Linked DNA regions of Mus musculus: region 2 is linked to region 1. A link is a contact called in public promoter capture Hi-C data. All regions are on one chromosome and are shown on one strand. The core of a region is the stretch at or near the end of the contact, and the rest is flanking DNA. Distances in the headings are between cores, read along the strand shown. Region 1 holds the start of Rnf39 (ring finger protein 39). Region 2 holds the start of Olfr90 (olfactory receptor 90).

Region 1 (7,073 bases), core at 3,268-5,767:
ACACCAGGCGCCTACAACTCTAGATCCAGCCTCTGGCTTCTGTGTCCCCGTGAATATGTGCACATAAACTCATGCAGGCACATACATCTACAGATTAATTTTAAAATAAATAAATAAATAAATAAATAAATAAATGCTAATGGATGAAGCCTTCTCTGGGGCTGGATATGTAGCTCAATAATAAATTACTTACCCAGCAGGTGTGAGACCATGGCATCCATCCCTAACACTGAAAATAAGAGTCCTCTCTGACTATGTTGCCTTTGCGATGAGACCTGAATGAGATGACGGAGAGAGATAATTCGAAGCTTTCTCTAAAGTGAAGGAACAATAAGTGTGGAGACTGTACATCTAGACCAGCCTTGGAATGGTCAAGCAACAGGAGACTAAAAGGCACTGCAGTCAGAACAGAAGAAACAAAACAGGAGGGGGCGGGTCTACTGCAGACTCATGATGCACGACATCACGCAAGAGCTTGAAAGCTGCTGATGTCCGTCACTCATGTCCAGAGGTTCTGCTTCACTGGTTGGAGGTGTCACCCAAGGAACCAGAAACTTAGGTTTCTCTGGTGGTTTCGATGTCCAAACAAGGCTGTGAAGCATTGTCAAGAGAAGATCTTGAGGGCCATGGCAAGGCACTTGGACTGAAGGAACTCAGAGGTGTTTTTCTGGTACTCACATCCAGAAAGAACTCTGTTAGGAGCTGTTGATGCTAGAAATAGAGTTAATGTAAATGAAACAATGCAACTGAGCATAGTGCCACACGCCTTTAATGCCCCACTGAAGAGGCAGCAACAAGCTGGTTCTCTGTGAGTTCAAGGCCAGAATGCTTTACATACTAAGTTCTGGGACAGCTAGAAACATAGTGAGACCCTATTTTACAAAAAAGAAAGGAAGAGGAGAAGAAGAGGAGGAGGAAGAAGAAGAGGAGGAGAAGGACAGGAGACAAAGGTAGACCAACAAGGTGGTGAAGAAAAGCAGTAAAATCCAGATATCAGAATAAAACAGACGTACATGGTGTAGTATACCTGTGAAATACCTGTGAAATACCTGTGAAATATGTTATATACTGAAATTAGCATTCAAGTAGGCTGTGGTAAGAGGATTTCAAGTTTGAGGCAAATATGAGCTACATAGCAAATTTAGGTCAGCCTGGGGCTACATAGAAGACTAGGTCTTTTTTTTTTTTTTTCCAGACAGGGTTTCTCTGTATAGCCCTGGCTGTCCTGGAACTCACTTTGTAGACCAGGCTGGCCTCGAACTAAGAAATCCGCCTGCCTCTGCCTCCCGAGTGCTGGGATTAAAGGTGTGCGCCACCACACCCGGCAAGACTACATCTTAAACAAAATAAAGTTAACAATAACAAACACACAAATACAGACCCCAAATGCAAGAGACAAGGAGAATGGACTAGCGTGTGTGTATTAATTTCTTATAGCTTCTGCAATAAACTTACCACAAAGTTTAGTGGTTTTTTTTTTTTTAACCACACAATCACTTAGAAATTTTTATTTCAAAATGGCCTATAGAAGTTTGTCTAGACACAAAGTTTAGAGTTTTAACACACATGGTTGTTTTGTTATTAAGCCCAGAGCCTTGTACATTCGAGAAAAGCACTATACCATTGAGTCACATCCCTATCTGCGTGTGTGTGTGTGTGTGTGTGTGTGTGTGTGTGAATATATGCCACATGTGTGGGTGCCCAGAAGATCTGAAGTTATACCTGCCTGTGAGTCATCTGATGTGGGCTCTGGACCTAATTCAGGTCTTCTGAAAGAGTAGCAAACACCTTTAACTGTGCAACCATCTCTCCAGCCCTCACATTTGCTGTCTTTTAATTCTTTAGTTCATAAGTCTGTAAAGGGTCTCACTGGGATAAAATTAAGGTCTCAGCAGGACACGGCTCCTAATGGATCATTGAGTGCATAATCCCTTCTCTTAGCTTTTGCTGCTTCTTTGCATCATGGCTCCCTTCCTCAACTGTCAATGCCAGTAATGTATGGGGGCTGGAGCGACAGTTTAATGGTTAATAGTGTGTGTCTCAGTTAGGGTTATTACTGCTGTGGTGAAACACCATGACCGAACAACAATTTGAGAAGGAAAGGGTTTATTTTGCCCACACTTCCATATAACAGTTCCTCATCAAAAGCAGTGAGGACAGGCACTCAAGCAGTAGAGGAACCTGGAGGCAGGAGCAGATGCAGAGGCCATGGGCAAATGCTGCTTCCTGGCTTGCTTCTCATGGCTTCTTTCACCTAAATTCTTATGGAATCGAGGACCACTTCCCTCATTTGGAGTCCTCTCCCTCATGGATCACTAATTATGAAAATGCCCTACAGCTGAATCTTATGGTGACATTTTCTCAATTGAGGCTTCCTCCTCTCCAGCAATTCTAGCTTGTGTCAAGCCGACATAAAACTATCCAGCACATAGTACTTGCTACATCTGCAGAGGACCTGAGTTAGGTTCCCAGCACCCACTCTGGGTGGCTCACAACTGCCTTTGAGTCCAGCTTCAGGATATATGATAACCTCTTCTGATGACCTTTCCTTTCATTCTCTCATACAGATACAAACATATCAATAAAGTGTGTGTGTGTGTATGTGTGTGTACATGTCAGCAATGTCAGTCTGAGAACTTTAAGAATGCTTGTAATTACAGTGGATTCACCTATGTACTCTGGGAAGTCTCTCTAAGCTCAACCAATCATCAAACATAGTACAACCTCAACTTAATTCTGTTTCTAAGTAAGGCAACGTCTTCGTCAGTTTCTAGGAATTGGATGAAGTGTCTTGCGTGGCACGGTACCCTTCTACCTGCATAGAAATGCATCTTTTGTGAAACAGATTTAGATCGTTGTTGGGTCTTTTTTTTTTTTTTAAGTTGGAATGGGAGCTGTTTTTTGAGATAGTTTCATATGCAGCCCAAGTTGGCGTGGAACTCATGGCAATCCTTTTGCCTCATGCTCCTGAGTTCTGGGATTACAGGCATGCACCAACACACCCAGCCTCATATTTTGCTGGTGCATCCTGATGTTGCACTGGGAGGTCTGTGTTTGTTTGTGGAGGTTTGTTTATCATGGTGTCACATTTGAGTACCTCTCTAGTAACTGTGGGGGAGGAAGAAGGGTGCCTGGAAGGGGTGCCCAATAAAGTGCTGCTGCTCTGTAAAGCCCATGCCTTGTTTTGTTATTATCATCAACAATAAAACTAATGACAAGGTTCCTCTCTGGTTATTTTGGTTGAGTGTTCATCTGTCCCTCAACAACCTCCTGATGCACAATGTTATGAGACTACTGAGATATGTTTGTAATGCCTGTACTGTATGAGTGTATCTATCTATAGGCTTGTGCGTACTGGAGTGGGACACCAATGAGCATGGTACACATGCAACAGTGTTTGTGGTCACATATGGGGACAAACAGAGCTTTTTCAGAATTTCCTAAATGTATCCAGGCAGAAAGGCTAGGAAAAGAGAAAGGGGAGCTAGGAAGAGGAGAGAACAGGAAGAAAGAGAGGAGAGAAGGAAGAGATGGTGATAGAGGTGGGGTGGGGAGTAACAAGGAAAGATCAGAAATGAAGGCAGAAGGGAGCTCCCAGGATCTGTCACTTAAACAAATGGGTAAGTTGATTCCCTTGATGATCTGGGTCTCTGGGCCTCTGAGATCAGTTGAAATGAGTAATTGTCAGGTACAAAGTAAAGGTGAACAAGAAAGCTGAAAATAAAAACACAAAGGAAAAGCATAGAGAAAATGGAAACGAGAGAGAGAGAGAGAGAGAGAGAGAGAGAGAGAGAGAGAGAGAGAGAGAGAGGATGCAGAGCCTGAAGTTGAGAGGCAAGAGTGTGTAGGCGCCTGCTTCCAGCTCTTCTCCAGAAGCTTGCGTGTCCCCAGACCTTAATAGGCAAGGCAGGAAGATGGAAGGCAGAGAGGCGCCAGGAGTGACAACCACACGCCAACACTCAGAGGCCTGCCAAAGCCACACAGTCCAGGACCCAAGCTTCCGGGCCCCCAACCCCCAGATGTAGGTGTGCCAGCCACCTGGGATGACTCATGCCCTGGCAATGTGAGCACGCATGCCAAGAGCGAGCCTGGGCATCCTGCCCACCAAAAGCACACCGCAGGCCAAGGGGGGAGACTCACGCTCTTCAGGGACTCACTCACGGGGGCTACCAAACCCAACAGTGCTACCTTGCCCACAGCGCATGCCCTGGTGCTCACCTCCTAGGTTCTAGAACCTAGGTGTCTCAGTCTTCACACCCTGCTGCCCCAAACCCTACTAGGGAAGCGGGAGAACCAGATGAGGCATTACGCAAGGTCTGCTGTTTACCTCCTGCACCGGGCCTCCTCCCTCCCTATAAAACCTGACGTGGTGAGGAGACGCTCTGAGTCCGATCTGGGTAACCGAGGCAGCCCGGGAGAGGGGTAGATAGGAGGTGCGAAGTGAATGAGGGAGGCGCAGCGAGGGGCGTCAAGTCAGCACGCAGCGGGCGTGGTCCGCCACTTGCGAGCTCGGGGGCGGCTGAGGACTAGGGTGCGTCGGGACCCCTGCTTTCCATGGAGGCTCCCGAGCTGGGCCCGGGGTTGGTGGAGCGTCTGGAGCAGCTGGCGACATGTCCGCTGTGCGGGGGCCCCTTCGAGGACCCAGTCCTGCTGGCGTGCGAACACAGCTTCTGCCGTGCGTGCTTGGCGCGCTGCTGGGGGGCCCCGGCGGCGTCCGGCTCGGAGGCGGCGCCCCCTTCCTGCCCGTGCTGTGGCCAGCCATGCCCCAGACGCAGCCTGAGGTCCAACGTGCGACTGGCAGTGGAGGTGCGCATCAGCCGTGGGCTGCGTGAGAAACTGGCGGAGCCCGGAGCCCGGGCCGGGAGACGACGCGGTGGCCGCATCCCCACCATGGGTTGCCTGGATCCCCACGGAGAGGTAAGGCGCCTTCTCCGGTTCTGGTTGTTGGTGAAGAAGAGGTTTGTGGGTGTCCTAGCAAAGGTGGGAGCCATGCTTTTCGCTCTGAAGCCCTAATGGAAATATAGGTGGCAGACAGCTTGGCACCAGAAAGCGGAGGCAGGAGGATTGCTCAAGTTCAGTTTGATAGACATAGCGAGTTCCAGTACAGAAATGGCTACATCGAAAAGATAAAGGAATTTTAAATAAGAATTTTAAGAAAGGGAGGAAGCGGGGAGGGAGGGAGAAAGACTGGCCAAGTCTTGAGTGAGTAGTTTGAGAAAGGGAGGTAGGACAGGCTGGAAGAAATTGACTCGGTCAGGGGAGGAGGAGGCTGGAGGGAAGAGGCAGAAAGAAACAGGCTAGTGGCAGTTAGAAGGCTGAGCCCCCTAGAGATCTCAGAAGCCTCCTGGAGAGCCGGGGTGGGAGCCAGAAAGGGGAATGGGGTGCAGACACCCGGATTAGGGAAAGGAGCAGCCCAGGGAGGGTGGTGATAGGACCCAATAAACAGAATCACTGGAGCCAAGGTTGACACTGGGTGCAGAAAAAGCAGAAATGGAGGGATGGGAAATTAGGAGTCTAATGCGAGTGTGAGTGTGTGTGTGTGTGTGTGTGTGTGTGTGTGTGTGTATGTGTGTGTGTGTGTGTGTGTGTCAAATCAAAGTGCCTCAAGTGAGGCAGGGGTTCCCCTAACAAGCCATAGCCGAACTGTGGGTTGTTATTGTTCTCAGCTCCTCCCAGATCCCCAGGCACGGGCGGAAACAGGTGGAAGCTAGGTCGGGGTGAACAGCTGGCAGGCCTCTTGCTAGTCTCCACGTTGCAGCCATAAAGTTTTCCACTAGGCCCTCCCTGAGCCCCTTAGACATCAACCACTCCTATTCCTTTACAGTACCTCAAAACCATCCATCTGGCTTTTTTACCCCTTAGCAGCCCTCCCGCCCTGGGTCTGGCTTCCGCCCTTTGAAGGCTTCACAGACCTAATTAGTCTAGGTGTAATTGCCATCCTCTCTTCTTCCTGCCACACTGGCCTTCCCAGCCATCCTCTCTGGAATCAGAAAAGAGGGATGAAGGAAACCCAGTGTTTGGAGGGTGAGAGAATCTAGCGCCCTCTTCAGGCTTCCATGGCTCCCTACAAAATCTGTAGGGTCTCTTAGGACACTTCTGAGATCAGGGGCCTGAGGGTACAGAGACATAATAAAACCAAAGAGCCCAATAAACGCCACTGAGCTTTTAAGACAAAAAGGAGAGCAGCTTTATTGTTAGGCTTTTATATAACAACTCTTAGCTCAAGGAATATGGGTGTGTGTCCCTTTTGTGGTGACGGGGTGGACATATATCTGGAAGACATGCTGGTAACTAAAGAAGGAGAGCATACTAAAAGAGAGCGTGGGCCTGGGAAGATTAAACAAGAGGTAAGAAGTAGTTGTGTTGAGGCTGTGGAAGGATGGAGAAGGCATATAACAGTCTGGATGAAGCTAGGAACCTGAGGAGAAAGTGATTTTGGAGTAGGCAGAAGTAAAGGACATGAAAGAAGAAGGGAGAACTGAAGAGAAAAATGGAGCAGAGCGGGCAGGGTGTTTGGGGTGGGGTGGGGAGATGGTTTTAAAAGGTGGGAAGGTATCAAGCAGTCAGAGCTCACCTGAGGCGGAGGGGAAGATGTCCCACAGTGTGAACTCACACCTATGTTTTCTTCTGCCCGTACCAGGATATGAGGAAGACATGGAGACGGTGAGTTCCATTTTTGTTTGTTTCTTCCTTCCCACTACCTACAGCCATAGCCATGACCTTCCCTCCAGACCCCTCTCTTTACCTCCACTTAGCAACGGGCTTTCTAGAGTGTAGCCTCACCTGTTTCTGTGACAAGTGAGTGGGTTAGGATCATCAGAAGCAGCATCAAAAAGACAGGGATGCCAATAACTTCCTTCGTCTCTCCAGATTCGATGTCCCAGCACCCAAGCCATCTAACTCAGAGGAGGATCTCCCTGAAGATTACCCCGTGGTCAAAAACATGCTTCACAGGCTGACAGGTGAAGAGGGGAGGGAGCGGATCATAAGCTATGCTCTGTTTGCTCCCTCTTCGCTCTAGAAAATGCTCAAGTCCACTTTGGTATCAGTTTTGACTTCCTACAGCTGAAATA
Region 2 (7,073 bases), core at 3,292-5,791, 140 kb after region 1:
CCTTTCAGGGGCATTAGAGCAACCTGGAGCACTTGTTTGAAAAGTTCTAGACCAGTGCTGGAGAGATGACTCCATAGTTAAGAGCACTTGTTGCTCTTGCTGGGGGCTCAGGTTTGGTTCCCAGCATCACACGCAGGTCCCCTGCAGGCATCAGGCACACCTGCGGGGCATATACATGCAGGCCAGATTGCAAGGTGGCACAGGCCTTTAATTCCAGCACTTGAGAAGCAGAAGCAGGCAGAGCTCCGTGAGTCTGAGGCCAGCCTGGTCTGCATATCAAGCTTCAGAGCATCCAAGCCTACACAATGCTGTATCAACAAAACCCAACAAGAACGAAAAACAAAATATCCCAAATATTAAAAAAAAAAAACAAAGTTAAAAGGTTGCATTACTTACAGGTCTAAGATTAGGGTTACTCAATACAACTGGAAGATGCCCTGCATTAGGACAGCCCCAAAATGTAGCTGAAGAGACATACTATGGCTGCAGTGGTGATTAAGGTTGAGATAGAGCTTAACACTGACACTCTGGGCTGATGCCAGAGTACGTGTTAATACTTGAAGTAGAAATGAAACTAGGATTTCCCTTTTCTTCCTTCACTGGTATTGTGCCCAAAGGGAGTTTGGTATTGCTAAGTTTAACAGGTGTGAGGAGCAGGTATGGCAGCAGTCCCAAGATGGCGCCCGGGACTGCAGCTAAGTCTTATGACTTGCACCTGACTTCCTCATACACCTGAAAATAAGCCATGGCCATCTCGAGAGCTGCGCAGGTGCACCATGATGCTGGCGGTGTAAACAAGTCCATATTTGGTGGAGACGTGCCCCTGCCGCCCTGATTGGCTGAAGCTGCATACCTGGTGAGGTGGCATGGCCTGCTGTGAGTGGTTGGGGGCTGAGAGTATATAAGCAGACCTCCCAGGGTGCCCTGGGTGCCCGGGGTTCCCGTAGCAGCATGGAGGTGTTCCTGCAATAAAGGCTGTTGAGAAGAATCTGACCGTGTTGTGTCTTCCTTGCCGGCCGAGGTGGGCGCAACAAACAGGAAAGCTAGGTAGATTAGAACCCTAGAGATCCTTCCACATACTTTGAGGAATAAAATTTCATGCCACGTTGTATCCACTTTCTTTGAAGTTCTGCTCATGCCTTGATATTGGTAGAACCAAGGCAGGAAGAAGTTGAGACAATTTTTGCTTTTTTTTTTTTTTTTTTTTTTTTTTTCACAAGGTCTTCCTAGGTAGCCCAGGCTGACCTCAGATTTATGGTGACTCCCTCCCCCGACTTCCTCAGCTTCCTAGTTCTCAGACCATCATAGATACTGGAACTCTAGCACATTCGAGGAAGGGCTGTCCTATTGGGGCAAACCTCCAGGCTCAACTTTCTTGTCAAAGTTGACTTCTGTCTCTAGTGGTCTCACAGGGTGCTTTGAAACACTTGAAAAACCTATAGGGAGGCTATAGGGTGGACATATGTCTAGTTAACATAGATTCTTCTTAAGTTTGAGGACAAATTGAGGCTTCTCATTTGAGCTAGGAGGGCTCTATTTATATTAAGGCAGGATTACTAACTGGATAGGTGCCAGTACTAGCTGAAAACTTTGAGAGATGGTTTTGAACTTTTAGTTTTTGCTTCTGAATAAAGCTTCATAATACTACAAGAATGAAGTGGAGGGGTGTACGTTACTTTAAACAGTACCTGGAACATCACAAGGCATTAGTATATCACACCAACTATAACGTTAATTACCCCCTAGCAGCTCTGACGTGTGCTTCTGTTTAGGGAGGAGACTTGGGTGAGGTTCCCCCCCCCCCTTTCGGCATATCGATGCAGTTCCAGATCTGCCCAGTAGATGGAAGCAAACTCTCAGGGCAGAAGTTGTTCTACCTCCTTTGAAGAGAAGCTATTCCTGTTTGTGATCTGGCTGTCTGGAATTGGTAAGGAGAAAACTGGCTGCATTTCAGGCTGCTTCCCAAGGCTCTTCCCCCAGCCCCGCCCCCCAGCATCAAGCTAATGATACCGGGACGTGTGTGTGTGTGTGTGTGTGTGTGTGTGTGTGTGTGTGTGTGGTGTTTTCTTTTTCTTCTTTTTTTTTTCCATTTTTTATTAGGTAAAATTTACATTTCCAATGCTATACCAAAAGTCCCCCATACCCGCCCACCCCCACTCCCCTACCCACCCACTCCCCCTTTTTGGCCCTGGCGTTCCCCTGTACTGGGGCATATAAAGTTTGCATGTCCAATGGGCCTCTCTTTCCAGTGATGGCCGACTAGGCCATCTTTTGATACATATGCAGCTAGAGTCAAGAGCTCTGGGGTACTGGTTAGTTCATAATGTTGTTCCATCTATAGGGTTGCAGATCCCTTTAGCTCCTTGGCTACTTTCTCTAGCTCCTCCATTGGGAGCCCTGTGATCCATCCATTAGCTGACTGTGGGCATCCACTTCTGTGTTCACTAGGCCCCGGCATAGTCTCACAAGAGACAGCTACATCTGGGTCCTTTCGATAAAATCTTGCTAGTGTATGCAATGGTGTCAGCGTTTGGATGCTGATTATGGGGTGGATCCCTGGATATGGCAGTCTCTACATGGTCCATCCTTTCATCTCAGCTCCAAACTTTGTCTCTGTAACTCCTTCCATGGGTGTTTTGTTCCCAATTCTAAGGAGGGGCATAGAGTGTGTGTGGTGTTTTCGAGACAGGGTTTCTCTGTATAGCCCTGGCAGTCCTGGAACTCACTTTGTAGACCAGGCTGGCCTCGAACTCAGAAATCCGCCTGCCTCTGCCTCCAGAGTGCTGGGATTAAAGGTGTGTGCCACCACGCCCAGCTGATACCGGGACATTTTTATTATTGGTATAGACACAGCAGCATGGATGTGACAAGTAGCTAGAGAGATGGCTCAGCATTTGTGTTCTTTCCAGGATCAGAGTTCAAGTTAGACACCCATGTCAGATAACTCAACTGTCTGTGACTCTAGTTTCAGGGGACCTCTTCTTGCTTCCTCAGACATCTGCACATATACACACACTCACACAGAGACATAACATAAAAATCAAACCTTGGGCCAGCGAGGTGTTTGAGCAGTTAAGAGCACTGGCTGCTCTTCCAGAGCTAGTGAGTTCAATTCCCAGCAATTACAGGGTGGCTCACAACCATCTGTAATGGGATCTGATGCCCTCTTGTGGTATGTCTGAAGACAGCTACATTGTACGCATAAAATCAATCTTTAAAAAAAAAAACAAAAATAAAATAAAACCTTAAAAAATAAATACGATACTTTATATTTACAGGGAAGGGAAAGGAATTAGAGATAAAGTCAATGAGATGAAGCGTATGAGGACGAGGATGAATTAATGAAAATACAGGTAGATTACATTTGATTCATGTGGTAAGGTTTTTGCATAGTTATACTCCTTTACTGAACCTCTCTTCTTTGTGTCTTACAGTCTGTCATCTACTACAGAGGCAGGATAGGTCTGAAGATGTTAGGGAGGAAAACTTAAGCCTACAAGGCATGCAGATTTCCCATTCAGCTTACTGAGAGTGTGTCAGCCGGGCTTCACTTCCTTCCAGAGCAGCCTCCTGAATGCCCTCTTTACTTCCTTGTTCCTTAGGGTATATATGAGAGGGTTAAGAGAAGGAGTTCCCACAGCATAGAAGAGACCAAAGAACTTGCCCCTCTCTCGAGCATAAGGATTCTTGGGCTGCAGATAAACAGCGATGACTGAGCTGTAGAAGAGAGTGACCACAATGAGGTGGGAAGAGCAGGTCCCAAAAGCTTTCCTGCGCCCCTTTGCAGAGCTTATCCTCAGCACTGCCCTGGCAATGGCACCATAAGAGACAAGGATGAGGCTCAGAGGTACAACCAAGATGAAGACACTGGCAATAGCCATTTGTATCTCATTATAGGTGGTGTCCCCACAGGACAGTCGAATCAAAGCAGGGACCTCACACACAAAGTCGTCAACCTGATGGTGGGGACAGAAGGGCAGGCGCAGAGTGGATGGCGTCTGAACTACTGACTCCACTAGGCCAATCGTCCAGGCCACAGCTGCCAGCTGGCAACACAGGCGAGGGTGGATGATGGTGGCATAGTGCAGGGGCTGGCACACAGCCACATAGCGGTCAAAGGCCATCACTGCTAGCAGGATGCACTCCGTCGTCCCCAGAGATAAGAAGATGAAGAGCTGGACAAAGCATCCCAGGAAGCTGATGGTCTTTTCGGGGCCCCAGAGGTTGAACAGCATCTGGGGGACACAGGTTGTGGTGAAGCAGAGGTCCAAGAAGGAGAGGTTAGAGAGGAAGAAGTACATTGGAGAGTGGAGCCTGGGATCCAGGGTGGACAGCAGGAGGATTAGTGTGTTTCCTAGGAGGGTGAGGAGGTAGGAGCACAAGACAACGACGAAGAGAACCTTTTCCAGTTGTGGGTGTTCAGAGAAGCCCAGCAGGAGGAAGCCCACGGGGGAGCTCTGGTTGACCATGGTCTCTGTATCTAGTTGGAGGGATGAGACTGTCAGCTTAGTGTGGTACAAAGGACCTGGTGAAAACTCACCCTGACTACTTCTCAGGACACACAAGGTAGACTGATGTTTCTCAGGCTCCCTTCTCCAGGCCCGTCACCTAAGGACTTTTCTTCCATTCTTCCTCCTGGTCAGATAGAGTCCACTAGCTGAGAGGAAACCAGGAGTGTGGTGGAGAACAGGTGGCTCCTCACACTGGGTTCCTGGGCAAAGGAGACTGATGTCAATAGCAGCAAAGCACTCTTTGCTTTCTTTGTGCAGTTTTCAGTGTGTTACCGTAGTGGCACCCAACTCATTCACGCACCAACTTCTGTTCTTACTAACTTTCTGTTTCTAATTTGCTTGTTCTCTTGGCAATTAACTCCTTCCTTTTCTCTGCCTCATTCTGAATATCTTTATGTGTTTCAAATACCTGTTTCTTTGCCCTTTTCTCTCTTTTGAGCTTTTCCATTTGGTATAATTTCTCCTAGTTTGTGTCATCCTGTTTTTCTTTTCTTTTCTTCTTGTCTTGTCTTTTCTTCCTCCCTCCCCCCTCTCTCTCTCTTTCTTTCTTTTTTTTTTTTGAGACAAGTTTTCTTTGTGTAGCCCTGACTATCCTGTAACTCACTCTGTAGGCCAGATTAACCTCATACCCAGAGATCTGCCTGCCTCTGTCCTGAGTGCTGGGATTAGAGGTGTGTGCCACCACTGTCTGCCTGTCTTTCTGACATTTATTGGCCTGTACATTTTTTTCCCTCTGAAGCTCTAAGGTGTAAACATTGTACTATGAGACAGGGCAGGGGTTGGTCATCTGAAGAAGTCAATGATGGTCTGGTAATCACTTTCTCCTTTTTATATTGAGATTTTACATCTGCAAAGTATTTTCCTTGGGCCAATTGTGATAGATATCTATCTGAACACCTGGTTTCTACAAATAGCTCTGCAATGATCATCCCAATTTTATCAATGATCAAACTGTATCAGGGTAAATAACATGTTTCAGGCACCTGTCCAACAGATATTAGGATGAAGATTCCAGAGATAATTTCTCGGGCCTGGTGTTCAGAGAAATGCAGAAAGAGGGGAACTGTGGCTGACCATGCTCTGCTCCTGTTCAGAACTTGAAGGAATGAAACCACATGGCTGGTATAGGTGTTAGAAATTCACCCTGTTTAGGTCAGGCATTGTGGCAGCCTTTCATGCCTTTCATGGCAGCCCTCAGGAGGTGGAGGAAGAAGGGTGATGAGTTTGAGGACAGCATGGGCCACACAGTGATTCCTTATTTCAAGAGCAAAAATGGACTCAGCAGTTAAAAGTGCTTGGTGCGAGCCAGAGTTCAGTTCTCAACACCCATGTCAAGCAGTTCACAAGCAGTTCACAAGCAGTTCACAATAGCCTATGGATCCAGCTTCAGGAAATTCAATATCCTTTTCTGGCCTCTGCAAGCACTGACACACACATGTACACATGAATACACACACGCACACATACACACACACACTAAATGAAATCTTATTCTTTGTTTCTTTGTGTTTTTTTTTCAAAGCAACCTTCTCCAATAGCAAAGAAACAAACAAAAATCTCTGGTTTCATTCGCCTTCCATCCTGAGGCTTGGTTGGTAAGTACACATCTGATATTTCACAGATGAGAAATATTTTACGTACCTTCAACGACAGAATATCCTCTTCCTCTTTGGCCAGCAATAATAGTCTGTCACCAAACTCTCAACAGGTGCTTTGTTCCCAACATGGACACCAAGAAGAAAACTGAATATAAGATTCCTCATCTCTGAATGGGTGCCTAGATATCTAGTATTAGTAAGAATTGATAATGGTTCCTACTGGGCACTTTTCTAAGTACAAGTATGTGCAATGAGCTATATCTAGTGCATAGTAGTACCTGTTAGTAAATAAATGTTAGCTAGCCTCTTCCTTGCTAGGAGTATTTCCACTGTGTAAATTCAGCAAATACTATAAACTAAGGCTAACCAAGCTGGTTGTTAAACATCTGTTTACACACATCATTATCCTTTACAACTCTGCATATCTGTATCTTCTTAACACGAGAAGTTGAAGCAAAGAAAGTTGAAATCAATAAGATAAATGAGTATATTTGTAAGCAATCAGAGTTGTGTAAACAACTATAATCCACTCTCTTTTATATAGCACAAATGAAGTCAAGGTAGGGCAGAGTCATCTCTTCCATTAAGGTTTATACAAAGAGCTTACCCCCTCAGTACATGGAAAAGTTACTATCTGTTAGTGGTCCTGGTGGTGGAAAGCCTGACATGGTATTTTGTGGAGAGTGAATCCCAGAATTCCTTTCCTGTGGAGAAACAGCTCATTAATTCAGCTGAGACCCAAGGGTTCCACAGCCCATAGACAGTTAATTAGCTTGTAATTATGGTAAAGGGGCATGGGATTCTGGAGGAAGCATGCCAGCAATAGTCCCCACTGGAGTAGGTCAATAGTTCACCCACTACCTTTCTCTCAATAAGATAGTATTTGGAATAACCAATGTCACATCTGCTCTTCTTCACCCACCATCCAGACATCTTCTTAGTTCTTTCATATATCCATATAGGA

Evidence for each region. Capture Hi-C pulls out chosen DNA fragments and counts their contacts.
Region 2: a contact with region 1 is called in a promoter capture Hi-C map of pancreatic islet. The contact joins the promoter of Olfr90 here to the promoter of Rnf39 in region 1. A contact is called at or near these places in 14 of 39 promoter capture datasets (the 3T3-L1 cell line, the HPC-7 cell line, cranial neural crest and 7 more), 1 of 15 datasets of contacts at CTCF or cohesin (the NIH/3T3 cell line), 2 of 484 Hi-C or Micro-C datasets (both in embryonic stem cells), 17 of 115 datasets of contacts at active chromatin or transcription factors (embryonic fibroblasts, embryonic forebrain, embryonic hindbrain and 8 more) and 3 of 9 other capture datasets (adipose tissue, liver and pancreatic islet).

The regions. Positions count from the first base shown.
Region 1 is chr17:36,938,534-36,945,606 of GRCm38.p6, forward strand. It overlaps Rnf39 (ring finger protein 39), which reads left to right and starts at 4,518. Exons shown (of 4, transcript NM_001099632.1): 1 at 4,518-4,917; 2 at 6,641-6,663; 3 at 6,871-6,962. The coding sequence starts at 4,555. It overlaps Gm33595 (a long non-coding RNA gene), which reads right to left. Exons shown (of 2, transcript XR_385575.3): 2 at 6,164-6,627.
Region 2 is chr17:37,081,695-37,088,767 of GRCm38.p6, forward strand. It overlaps Olfr90 (olfactory receptor 90), which reads right to left and starts at 4,542. Exons shown (of 1, transcript NM_146477.2): 1 at 3,497-4,542. The coding sequence starts at 4,469. The coding sequence ends at 3,537. Gm41579 (a long non-coding RNA gene) reads left to right here and starts at 6,032. Exons shown (of 3, transcript XR_876797.2): 1 at 6,032-6,106.